4 separate regions of the Mus musculus genome follow, and all the other regions are linked to region 1. The links are chromatin contacts, called in public promoter capture Hi-C maps. All regions are on one chromosome and are shown on one strand. Each heading gives the region's core, a stretch centred on a gene start, on an enhancer-like site or on the middle of the called end of the contact. The rest is flanking DNA. Distances are from core to core; before and after follow the strand shown. Region 1 holds the start of Kazald1 (Kazal-type serine peptidase inhibitor domain 1). Region 2 holds the start of Pi4k2a (phosphatidylinositol 4-kinase type 2 alpha). Region 3 holds the start of Cfap58 (cilia and flagella associated protein 58). Region 4 holds the start of Atp5md (ATP synthase membrane subunit DAPIT).

What was found. Promoter capture Hi-C pulls out the DNA fragments that hold promoters and counts their contacts.
Region 2: a promoter capture Hi-C map of pre-B cells shows a contact between it and region 1, with 5 times the contacts expected there. The contact joins the promoter of Pi4k2a here to the promoter of Kazald1 in region 1. A contact is called at or near these places in 2 of 39 promoter capture datasets (the C10 cell line and pre-B cells) and 1 of 484 Hi-C or Micro-C datasets (pre-B cells).
Region 3: a contact with region 1 is called in a promoter capture Hi-C map of pre-B cells, with 5 times the contacts expected there. The contact joins the promoter of Cfap58 here to the promoter of Kazald1 in region 1. A contact is called at or near these places in 2 of 39 promoter capture datasets (neutrophils and pre-B cells).
Region 4: a contact with region 1 is called in a promoter capture Hi-C map of pre-B cells, with 2.7 times the contacts expected there. The contact joins the promoter of Atp5md here to the promoter of Kazald1 in region 1. A contact is called at or near these places in 3 of 39 promoter capture datasets (liver and pre-B cells).

What each region holds. Positions count from the first base shown.
Region 1 is chr19:45,074,806-45,077,423 of GRCm38.p6, reverse strand. It overlaps Kazald1 (Kazal-type serine peptidase inhibitor domain 1), which reads right to left and starts at 1,337. Exons shown (of 5, transcript NM_178929.5): 1 at 1,188-1,337; 2 at 211-760. The coding sequence starts at 742. Gm35782 (a long non-coding RNA gene) reads left to right here and starts at 2,315. Exons shown (of 4, transcript XR_877888.1): 1 at 2,315-2,402.
Region 2 is chr19:42,089,134-42,091,751 of GRCm38.p6, reverse strand. Pi4k2a (phosphatidylinositol 4-kinase type 2 alpha) reads right to left here and starts at 1,317. Exons shown (of 9, transcript NM_145501.2): 1 at 816-1,317. The coding sequence starts at 1,250.
Region 3 is chr19:47,936,375-47,938,992 of GRCm38.p6, reverse strand. It overlaps Cfap58 (cilia and flagella associated protein 58), which reads right to left and starts at 1,281. Exons shown (of 18, transcript NM_001163267.1): 1 at 1,157-1,281. The coding sequence starts at 1,165.
Region 4 is chr19:47,089,356-47,091,973 of GRCm38.p6, reverse strand. Atp5md (ATP synthase membrane subunit DAPIT) reads left to right here and starts at 1,327. Exons shown (of 4, transcript NM_023211.5): 1 at 1,327-1,401. Pdcd11 (programmed cell death 11) reads right to left here and starts at 1,208. Exons shown (of 36, transcript NM_011053.2): 1 at 1,107-1,208.

The DNA of each region.
Region 1 (2,618 bases), core at 88-2,587:
AGTCCCTGCAAGGACCTGCCTGGATAGAGCTCTTAGGCACCTCAAACCTGGCAACAAATCTCAACCTGCTTTTTAGTTGGCAGCCTTTGAGGCTCATGGTCTCCCTCAACTATTCATTCTGCTGACCACAGAGCAACGCTGTCGGGGATCCGGGAGTAGTGCCTTTGGGGAGCCAGGGTTCCTGGTACTAAAAGCCCTGGACTTGCGTACCCGATTCGCAGGGCCCCGGATGCACCACAGTGAGGTTAGCGTCCAGCCGAGCGCGGGCGGCCTCCTGCAGGCGACAGATCTGCGCGTAGGTTCGGCCGTCCGAACCACAGAGCGGGCGCTGCGAGCGGCAGACACACAGCGGCTCCGGCACCTCTCCTCGACTCAGGTCACCGCCCGCGTCCAGCCTGCACTCGAGCTGCTCGCCGCAGCGCCCGTAGAAGTTAGCGCTGGGGTCCAGATCGCAGAGCTGGCCCTCCAGGTTTGCGCATTCCCAGCAGCAGCCGCACGCATCCCGCACCCGGCCTGCTAGGCATCCCCGCGGCGCAGCGCACTCTTCTGGCCGGCAGGGAGCACAACCCTCGCCCTCGGCTAGCAGCCGCAGCCAGCCTCGCCGCAGGTAATCGGGGCCTGTGGACGGCCTCGCGCTAACGGGTAGCTGGGTCCACACCACCAGCAATAATGGTAGTAGCAAGGACAGCGCCAAGGTAGGTGCAGCATAGTTAGCTGGAAGCCCTGTGAACACTCGGGGCATCGGCGCGTAGGTGGCACCCTGCCAGGAGAGGGAAGCCAGGTCTGGAGGTCAGAGATAAAGTCAAGGCTGTATAAAAGCTTGATTCTATCCTCTGCTACCCTGTAGCCAACTAGAAGCCCTAACAAAGAAGCCTGGTGATTCCCAGGGGTTTATGCCAGTTGGTAATTGATTAAGCTGGTCTTGGGGACTAGGGAATAAAGAGAGAGTGTATCGGGGAATGATCACTAACACCCATGCAGGGATGCACACACCCATACACAGACATACGCGTATACACACACACACATGCATACATATATGCACGCGCGCGCGCACACACACACCAGCATCACCTCCAGAAACCACCCAACTCTGATGCATCTTTGCCCCAGAGATAGATAAAACTACACTTGATGTAAAAACTTCAGGTTGGGGTGATGGTGCTGGGGACATACCAGCGACTCACCTAGTGCCTTGGACTAGGCCCTTAACAGCTGGGATTTCCAACCTAAAAAAAAAAAAAAAAAAAAAACGGTAGGGAACGAAGAGTCGCATGCACGGCCAGCCAGACCCGCAGGCCACCCCTGCTTCTGTCAGGGGATCGCTGGCAGCCCACAGACTTAAGATTCAAAGAGAAACTCCTCCGCCTCTTCTCCCCGCCCCCAGATGTCGAATACCCGCCTTCTTCCCTGGCCCCGAGGCCGATAATTTTATCCAGTCTCACAAGGACCCTCCTGGGCCTTTCACTTCGACCCTAGCCCAAAGTCACAATGAGTGTACAGAGCCGCGTAACCAGACGCCGCCACTGGGAAAGCAAAGGCTATGAGAAGAGAATAGGGGTGGAATGGCCGAGGAGCTCAAACTGTTGGCTGAGCCTCAGGTCCTGTCTCATCTGATTTAGGTCTGGAGAGCGGCAAACAGCTACAATATAGAAAGAAGGAAAGGCTAAGAAATTTTACTCAATGTAAAATTGACTTCAACACTATGGGCGTTTCTGGAGGCCAGGCTCGGGGCCAGCTTCCTCTGGGCACGGTTTGCAGCTGTGTTCACCCAGTCTCTCCACTGGGGCGCAGACTAGACTATAAGCTTTTCCAGCTGCCATCCACATCTGGCTACCTCCCTCCCAATATAGGGCAGGTGCTTGAACCCGCGGAGGAGCCTGGTGATTAGAGGTCGGAACTGACTAGCGGCCGCAGCAAGGCCGGCGGGTGACTCCCCATAGGGCGTCTCTGGGCTCCGGATTACAGGTTGCAAAATTCGAGCATGTCGGGGCCAAAAGTGTTCAGTCTGGAGACCTCCGCCAACGCCACGGTGGCACTTTTGGGTTAGGGGCAGGAAGCAAAGCATCCCCGGAGGCCCGCCCACCACCCCGAGAATGGCAGGCCCCGCCCCCGCCGGCCCCCAAACAGCTTCCAAAAACCGCAATCCAAGCTCCTAGGAGGAGGAGGAGCAGAAGGAAACCGGGCTTTTAGGCAAGGGAAGGGTGGGGCTTATATAGGCCCCGCCCAGAAGGCGTCAGAGGTTCTGACTGCGCGTGCGTCCGCGGCCTGCGGCGGCTCCGCTCTACCCTGCGAGGAAGAAGCACTGCAGTCACCGCGCAGTTCTGACTTTGGCCGAGCCCTCCTCAAAGGAGCGTTCAGTCAGCAGAGACGCTGCCTCTGATCAGAGGGGTTCCGACAAGGTAGAAGAGAGCTGTACACAGGCAATCCCAAACTCCGAGGAGACGGGAAGCGAATTTCACGCGAGGTTTCGGGATTGTCGCGAGAATCCCAACGGCAAGCTAGAAAAGGAAAAGCCCGCGGCTTTTAAGCCAGGAAAGAACGAGGGCAGGCAGATTCCGATGGTGGTGCTAGGCAATCCCTTGGTTGGAGGACGCGTTAACTGTTGGCCTGGGAGC
Region 2 (2,618 bases), core at 68-2,567, 3.0 Mb after region 1:
AATAGCTCTGGTCTGATCTGTGTCCAAAGTTTTAAATTCTTATGAAGTCTCAAATGGATAAAGGTCACTTCTTCGCTGCCTCAGTCACCTCATGCCCCACATTATCCTGCTTCCACACCCCCCCAGTACAAAAGCAGGCGACAGAATTAAGGTCAGCAAAACTGCCCTAGCTAAGTAAACTGCTAATATAGAACTGAAGGAAAAATTAAAGGGCAGGAGACAGTTTCGTGTTTTTAAAGCTCCACACTCTGACACTGAGGAACCATAAGCAACGATATGAACCTTTTCCCAGAAGTGAGCAATAATCAGGACAGATGACACTGACGAATCCACCCACGCTGTCACCAATGACTGCTAATAAGAAACCTGGGATCCCTACAAAGACAGCCCCACAACACAAGAGGGAATTAAATCCTCTGAGTCCGTGATGGGTCGACACACAGCTTTGGGCCAAACTAAAATAAATAAATAAAAGGTGAAAGAGAATAGGTCTAAAACCCTGAATCTGGAGGCAATGACTAGCTACTTGTCCCAGTAGTTTGAAGCTAAGGGACCGACTGGAAAGCAGCTTGGGTCAGGACTTTTCTGCCCCGTATCTGGTCAATTTCCTCTTTTCTCTTTTCGCTCACGCCTTCCCCTGCAAAAAGGTTCTGATTGATTTCTTCATCCCGCGAGGTTTCTCCACTTCCAGTCCCCAGAAGCATCCCCAATCTCGCCGGGGGCTGGCGCTGAAGTTTCTTTTCTGCACCCTTTCGATTCCCCCTTTCCCCGGTCCCAGGGCGCCGCCCCCGCTGCGCCCGCACCCCCGCGCTCACCCCCTGAGAGTCCTTGACGAAGTAGCTTCCACTGGAGCCCTGGTAGATGCGCTCGGGATAGATGCTGCACTCGATGGCAACCTCGGCCTGCCGCACCACCACCTCGAACTCGGGGTCCTCCGGGAAGTCGTTCCGCTCGCGGTGGGTCTGAACGGCGTGCGCCGCCACGGCCGCTTGGGCGGCCAGGGCCTGGGCCTGCACCGCCACCGTGTGGGTCTGGCCCTGCGCCGCCGCGCCCCGGGCCCGGTCCAGCAGGGGCTGCCGCTCCCGGTCGTGGCCGGGCGAGCACGGCGGTGACGGGCCGGAGCCGGCCGCCGCCGCCACGCGGACCGCGCCCCCCGGTACTTGCGGAAAGTGAGCTCCGGAGCCCGACGGGAAGGTGTACTCCGGGGGTTGGGCCCGCTCGGGGGACACTAGCGGGCTCGTCTCGTCCATCCCTCAGGCCGCCGGCTCGGGGACCCGGCGCGCTCCACACCAGCGAGCTCGCGGCCGTGACCAATCCGCGGCACTCCCCCACCTCCCGCTTGGCCAACCAGGGAGCCGCGCCTCCGTAGCTCCGCCCCTAGCCTGTCCTGTTTACTTGGCGACGCGTAGGCACGGCCCCTCGCGCTTGTGTAGTGGCCAATCAGAACCTGCGCCTACGCAATCGCGGCCTCCTTAGCTTTCGCGTCACCTTCTGTGGAGACCGCGCATGCTCGAGACAAACCCGGGTTAGGTACGCCCTCTGCCCTTAGCCCGCCCCAGCTTCCAATTGGCAGACAGATCTTCGGAAGCTTTTCCGATAGCTGCTTCCTTGCTAACTTATTGACTGGCTACGCTGAGCTGACTGTGAAACTGCAAAATGTCATTTTTGTGTCACTAAGCACCAGCTATGGACAAAGAATTGAAACGACAACAATGACATAGGTCACTTGTGCTATCGCAATAAGTTAAAAAAAAAAAATCCTAGTACCTCAGCCGGGCGGATGCCTTTAAACCTTTAAACCTTGCACTTGGAAGTCAGAGGCAGGTAGATCTGTTTCTTTGAGTTTGCGGCCATAGTGAGTTCCAGGACGGCCAAGATTACACAGAGAAACCCTGTCTCGAAAAACCAAAAGTAAATAATAAATGTCAGTCTTCATGCAGTTTACATAGTATGCTTTGCTCATATACTATGTAAATCTGATCATTGAGGAAAGCTTTGGTCCCTTGAGAATAAATTAGTCCGTGACTTTATTCACCTGAATGTCTAGACACAGTTGGTCCTCGTTTTCATTAATAAAAGGAAGAAGCTTTGTCCTCACTCTGTATAAGCACCACCGGAGACAGATATAAAGCTAACAATATTAGCTGAAAGTTCGCAATAGTTCATAGACTTGAGAACGTGAGAAAAGGCCGTATACAGGGTCTGTACCAAGAGCCAGCTGCTAAAGGAAGTAGCTGAATTGCAAGGGGAGAAGGGAAGAAAAGGCATACCATGCACAGGGAGCATTGCCAAAGTGAAGGAGGAAGAAGGCTAAAGCCTATTTAGGACACCCTGCTTGGCTGAGGAAAAGCAGAGCTAAACACTAAAGGCCTAGTGAGCCAGCAGAGGGCACGTGACATCCGGAAGCTTCAGAGGGCAGAGCTTGCAGGAGTGCAATGTAGAGCGCATCCACTCTAAACCTAGAGACAGAACAGAGGCTGCAGGCATGGAGGAACAGCTAAGGCACTTGCTGCTCTTACACCGGAACCGGAACCGGAACCGGAACCGGAACCAGTTCCCAGCACTCATATCAGGTGGGCCACAAAAACCTCTAAGCCTTGCTCTAGGGAATCTGACAC
Region 3 (2,618 bases), core at 32-2,531, 2.9 Mb before region 1:
CATGGAGAATGAAGAACAATGAACTGAGAAGAGGACAGTGAGAACCAGAGAAAACACAAAGCAAAGCAAAAGAATGAGGAATAAAAATGAGAGCAAGCAGAACCAAGAAGCGAAGATGGGAAGTGAAGAGTCATGAAAGAGACCAGGTAGTGGGGAGCGGTGATGTGACCACAGTCTCCCGGGACACTGAGTGATGGCAACTGGGAGCAGGGACAGTGTGGGGGGATAAGGAACGATGGGGGTGGAGCTTACAAAGGCAGAGTTGAGGTGGAGGAGATGGAATGGTGAGGAGATGCAAAGGCAGAGAGAGGACAAGAAGCAATTGGGCGGGGCACGGTTGTGCTAGGAGATGTTGGGACCGGGGCTGGTTTCATGGGTGTGGGCCCAGTCACTCACTCAAGACTTAGTACTCAGAAGACTTCTACCTTGGTTAAATTCTCTGCTGTCACAGCTTAAAAGTCTTAGTAATTTTAAAAAGCTTTTCATTTTACTCTGGAACTCACAGATTATACAGCTGATACTGGCTGGAAATGGTATATAATAGGTAAGGTGCGGGTGCACTCTGATAGATCGGTGAAGAATTTAAGTAAGACCAAGATAAATGAGAACTCTGCATGTCAAGTGATGGCAAGGATGTAGGGCTGTCGAGGTTATAGATGAGAGGGCTAATGGACAGACAGGTTACTGAAGGATGCAGAAGTCAGCCCTCATCAGTGCAGCTGAAGATGAAGTGTCCAGTAACACAGGCGAGAGACGGGGCTGCGGGATGTTAACACGGGGTCAATGAGAGCACAGGGCAATGACAATGAGCTGGAGGGCCGTGATGAAAGTGTGACAGCTGGTGATCATGTGTTAGGGGATCAGGGCGCGACAGGTGGAGAGGTTAATGAGGAAAGTAACAATGAGACATTTTCAATAACATCTCTGCTGCGGTATCAGTAATCGCCCGCAGTTCAGACTGCCAGTCACGGTCTGCGAATTCATGAAGAGAGGAGAGGTGGGACAGAGCCACGAGAGAAAAAGCGTGAGGATGCATATAGCAGGGGTGCTTGTGAAGGAGGATCAGAATTAGTGAGTGTAACAAAGGATGAGTTCCAGTAGGAAAGAGATGACAGGAAGAGAACCAAGGAGAAAAAGAGGGGCTCTGACTCCTGACCTCCGTCATCCTGACGCTGTTTGGAGGCGGCCTCAAAGGCTGCCGAGGAGATCAGAAAACTGGGCTGGAGTCTGGAGAAGGGGCTGTGCACTGCCCCCAGTGTCTAAAAGGGCGACACGTTTTTCTGATCGCCAGCCCGGGCGCCGAAATCCGGCGCTCGGTGCGTCTTCGGTCGCCTGGCAACCGCCACGCCCCCTGCCGCTGAGGCAAAGCACAGGTTCGAAAGGGGCGGAGCCCCGTAGGTCGGTACCCGGCAGTGGTCCGCAGAGAAATATGCAAATATATCCTGAAGGGGATGGAGCCAAGGAACCGTGCCCCTGAGAGGCATAGCAGAATCCCCAGACTCAAGAAACCAGTGCACTGTGAATGCATAGAGCTGGGATGGATAATCAGTCTTGTTCGTGAAATGTGGTTTTCTTTCTCTTTATCGCTAGCCCTATTTCCCAACCCTCAAATTCAGCCACAAAGATTGTTAATAAGTGCTTGTGTGCTCAGATATGTATTTTTAAAAAAAATCAATCCCATTTTCTCGTGTGTTTTTATTAGTTTGCTAATGAACGTTAGAAATATGTTCTTTTCTCACTGGGCAGCGTTCTTTTCTAGGGCCTAATTTTATTGCACTGGTGTCCGTTGCTTCAGACTTCTGCTTGGCATTTCAAATTGAAGACCCGACACATGTCATTTCCTTCCTCAAATGTTGAATAACAAGGCTGCCTCCAATTCACCAATCACCACCATAGCCATTGTTGACTGGTGTGCATTTTACGGACCTATATATAAATTCCCCTGTAGGAGATATTGATGAGCGAGGTTGTGCATAGGGGAATCCTAGGGGACATCATATTAGAACACGCATGTGTGTTCTGCAAAAGAAATCTCACCGAAGGGCCACTGGGGCTAAGACAACCTCTCCTCTCCTTTTCCATGTCCCTATTGTAAGATGTATTCTTCCACTTCACCCACTACACATAGGCAAAAGCTCTGTTCCGTAGCAACTCGTGAACCTAAGACGCAGTGACCACGTGACTATCCGAAGCGTGTACCTTTTCCTGCCTAAAAGTGGACTCTGCTTTCCAACAGCAAAGGTGCAATCCCTTAATGGCACTGCCCTATATATGTTGTACCACAGCGAATGTCCCAGGTTCTGCACCCATCCGGCGTTTACTGAGCATCAAGCAAGGGCTAGACAAACATTAGTTCATCTAATTAGGCAATTTTCAAATTCTGTCAATGGGCTGGAAGAAGCAGAGGCACATTTTGCTTTTACTTTCGCTTCCTCCACTGAAGAAATTGAGCATTTTTCTTCCTATGAACACGAGCTGCTCTGGGCCTCCCTTCTGTGAGCTTCCCTGTTCATAACCTTTGCCAACATTTTTATCCCTGTAAATATTTATTGAAATTTCAAAGAATAAAAATAATAAAATGACATAGGAAAATTTTACTTTTCTTTATTTGGACGTTT
Region 4 (2,618 bases), core at 78-2,577, 2.0 Mb before region 1:
TGGGAGGCAGAGGAAGGCCTATCTCTGTGAGTTTCAGACAAGACAGGACTCCATAATGAGACCCTGTCTCAAAAATAACTATAATAATAGTAAATAGAAATATGATGGTAGACAATGCTAAAAACAACAACAACAACAACAACAACAGAGAAACAAGAAAAAGTTTGCCAGGCGTGATGACACATGCCTTTAATCCCAGCACTTTGGGAGGCAGAGGCAGGCGGATTTCTGAGTTCGAGGCCAGCCTGGTCTACAAAGTGAGTTCCAGGACAGCCAGAGCTATACAGAGAAACTATGTCTCAAAAAAAAAAAAAAAAAAAGAAAGAAAGAAAGAAAGAAAAAGTTTATTTCTCAAAATACACCAACCAGTTGCCTGTCAAACAACTCTTCAAAGGCTTTCTAAAAAGCTGAATTATTCAATTAAGCTACAGGGAAAATAAAGCATGGTAACAACTTATATTTTAGAAAATAATTTGGCTCTTTGGTGAAAGATACTTAAAAAATTAATAGTTTGCGTTTACTTGGTACTTCAGAGCCATGGGGAACGTGACAAAATAATGGAGAATATTCCTCAGTCTACAGATTGGACAGAAGTGAAAGCCAGTGTAAGGATTTAAACGATGCACATCAGGGAAACCATGAGAACCAAGACGAGGTATAAATGAAGACGCAGGGCAGCCTGGTTGGTTCTGGGATACCTAGGAAGAAAACTTTAGTAGCCGAGTGAGACTGTGAAAGGGACGACGAACGAAAAATGTAAGGTTTGTTCTGTTATGGGTGCATGCTTCGTAGAAACAGTATAGCTCACAAGGTCTACTTCGCTGGGACTCTATAGTTCCCATTATAGACCCGATGAGACCGAGGCACCAAACAGTCTGGCGATCACGTAGAGAAGGCACTTAAGGTACCTGCAGAGGACAGCATGGCTTGCATGAACTGCTAGCTCCGAGGGGATTGAGGGAATAAGACCTCCCATCCCAAGCCAACTGTGCTTAGCACGAAACCCGGAGACCCAGGCCAGGAAGCCGAGGTGACAGGCATGAAGTCTCCTCCCTCCACGCCGAAGCTCCCGTGTCATCAGCCCCAAGGCTCCCACCGCCGCATACCTCACGGAGCGTCTCAACGCAATCGCACGCGCAGAACAGGGAGCCGACAGCTCCACGCGACTCGTCCACGAGCGTAGGTAAGACCAGGGCTACTTCCGTTCTGACGTCGGGTCTGACGCCGGCTGAAACGGGAAGTAGAAGGGCGGGACTTGGCGTTTATAGCCAATCCACGCCGAGGGCCGAGTCGTCGCGGCCTGTCGGTCGCGTGCGGGGAGGGGGCGTCTTCCGGTCGGGCCGAGCTCGTCGCTAGGTTTGTTGAAGGACATCGGCCGCCGAGTTTGGGGTTCGGACGAAGGTGGGTGAGAAAGCGCTCTTGGCTGCTCGGTCCGGTGATTGAGCTTTGTAGGGCCGACTAGAGTCTGGCCGTTTTTCCAGCCCCGGAACAGCGCGAGGTTTTCTTTTTGCGGGGAGACGCTGGGGAATGGGAAAGGCGCTGGAGAAAATGAGGGTCAGGGCCCCATGGCGGATCTAGGAAGCCTCAGCACCGCGAGTGACGAGCGCCCCAGGGCTCGCACGGTTAGCGGAGAGCCTTATGCCCCACTTCCCAGTGTGGATTGGGAGTGAGGCCGGTCGAGAGGGGAGCTCCCCAAGGTCATCCATCCAGTGGATGTTGAGAGAGGACTCTGGATTTTGACCCCATCTCTGGCAGAGTTCGTGTGTCTTGGCCTCTATGGCCATAGCGATTTGTTTCCTCCGAGCTGCGATCGGGAAACCAGGTCTCCTTTACCTGCGCCGTGGCCTTTGTCAAAACCAGAGTAAACGTGGAATGGCCCTGCGGTTCTCCAGGCCTGGGCTCTAAAAACGGATTAGATTTTGTATCCCAGCGGTTCTGAACCTGTGGATCATGATCGCTTTGACAAGCCTCTATCTCCAAAAATATTTATTTACATTACGAGACTCCTAGCCGTAGCAAAATTACAGCTGTGAAGGAGCAACGGAATAATTTTATTGGGGGAGGGGGAAGAGAGGTTTCACCACAACAGAAGGAAGGTCGCAGCATTAGGAAGGTTGAGAGTCACTGCCGTGTTTGATCAGTGCAAGGGTTTCCACAGAGGCTGTTTGCTGCTTGTGGTCCTTTGACTTTCATCTTCCTTATACCTGGTGATGGCACTACTCCAGATAGGTGCCCATAAGACGGGAATAGCTGTATCCAGGAGCCTGTTACAAAGCAAGGGCAGCTGCTCACCCCAAGACTTTAATGAAATGCCCATTTCACATGGAAAGGCTGGTGGTATTTAATAGTAGTTATTGGATTATTTAGAAACAGAAGCAAAACCTGTCAGCTTAGACTTTGTAGCAGGCTGCTGTTCAACAGTAGTACATTTTTTTAAAAAATACTAACTCACAGGCTCACAATTATTAGTCTTTGGTGATTTTTTTCCACTACCAAATGGCTCTAAGCTTGCACATGACTGCAAGGACAGGACATTTTAGTTTTATTTGTTCCTATTGCCAGGTGTGAATGGCTTGTCCCTCTAGTCCCAACACTGTTGGGCAGATCTCTGTAATTTC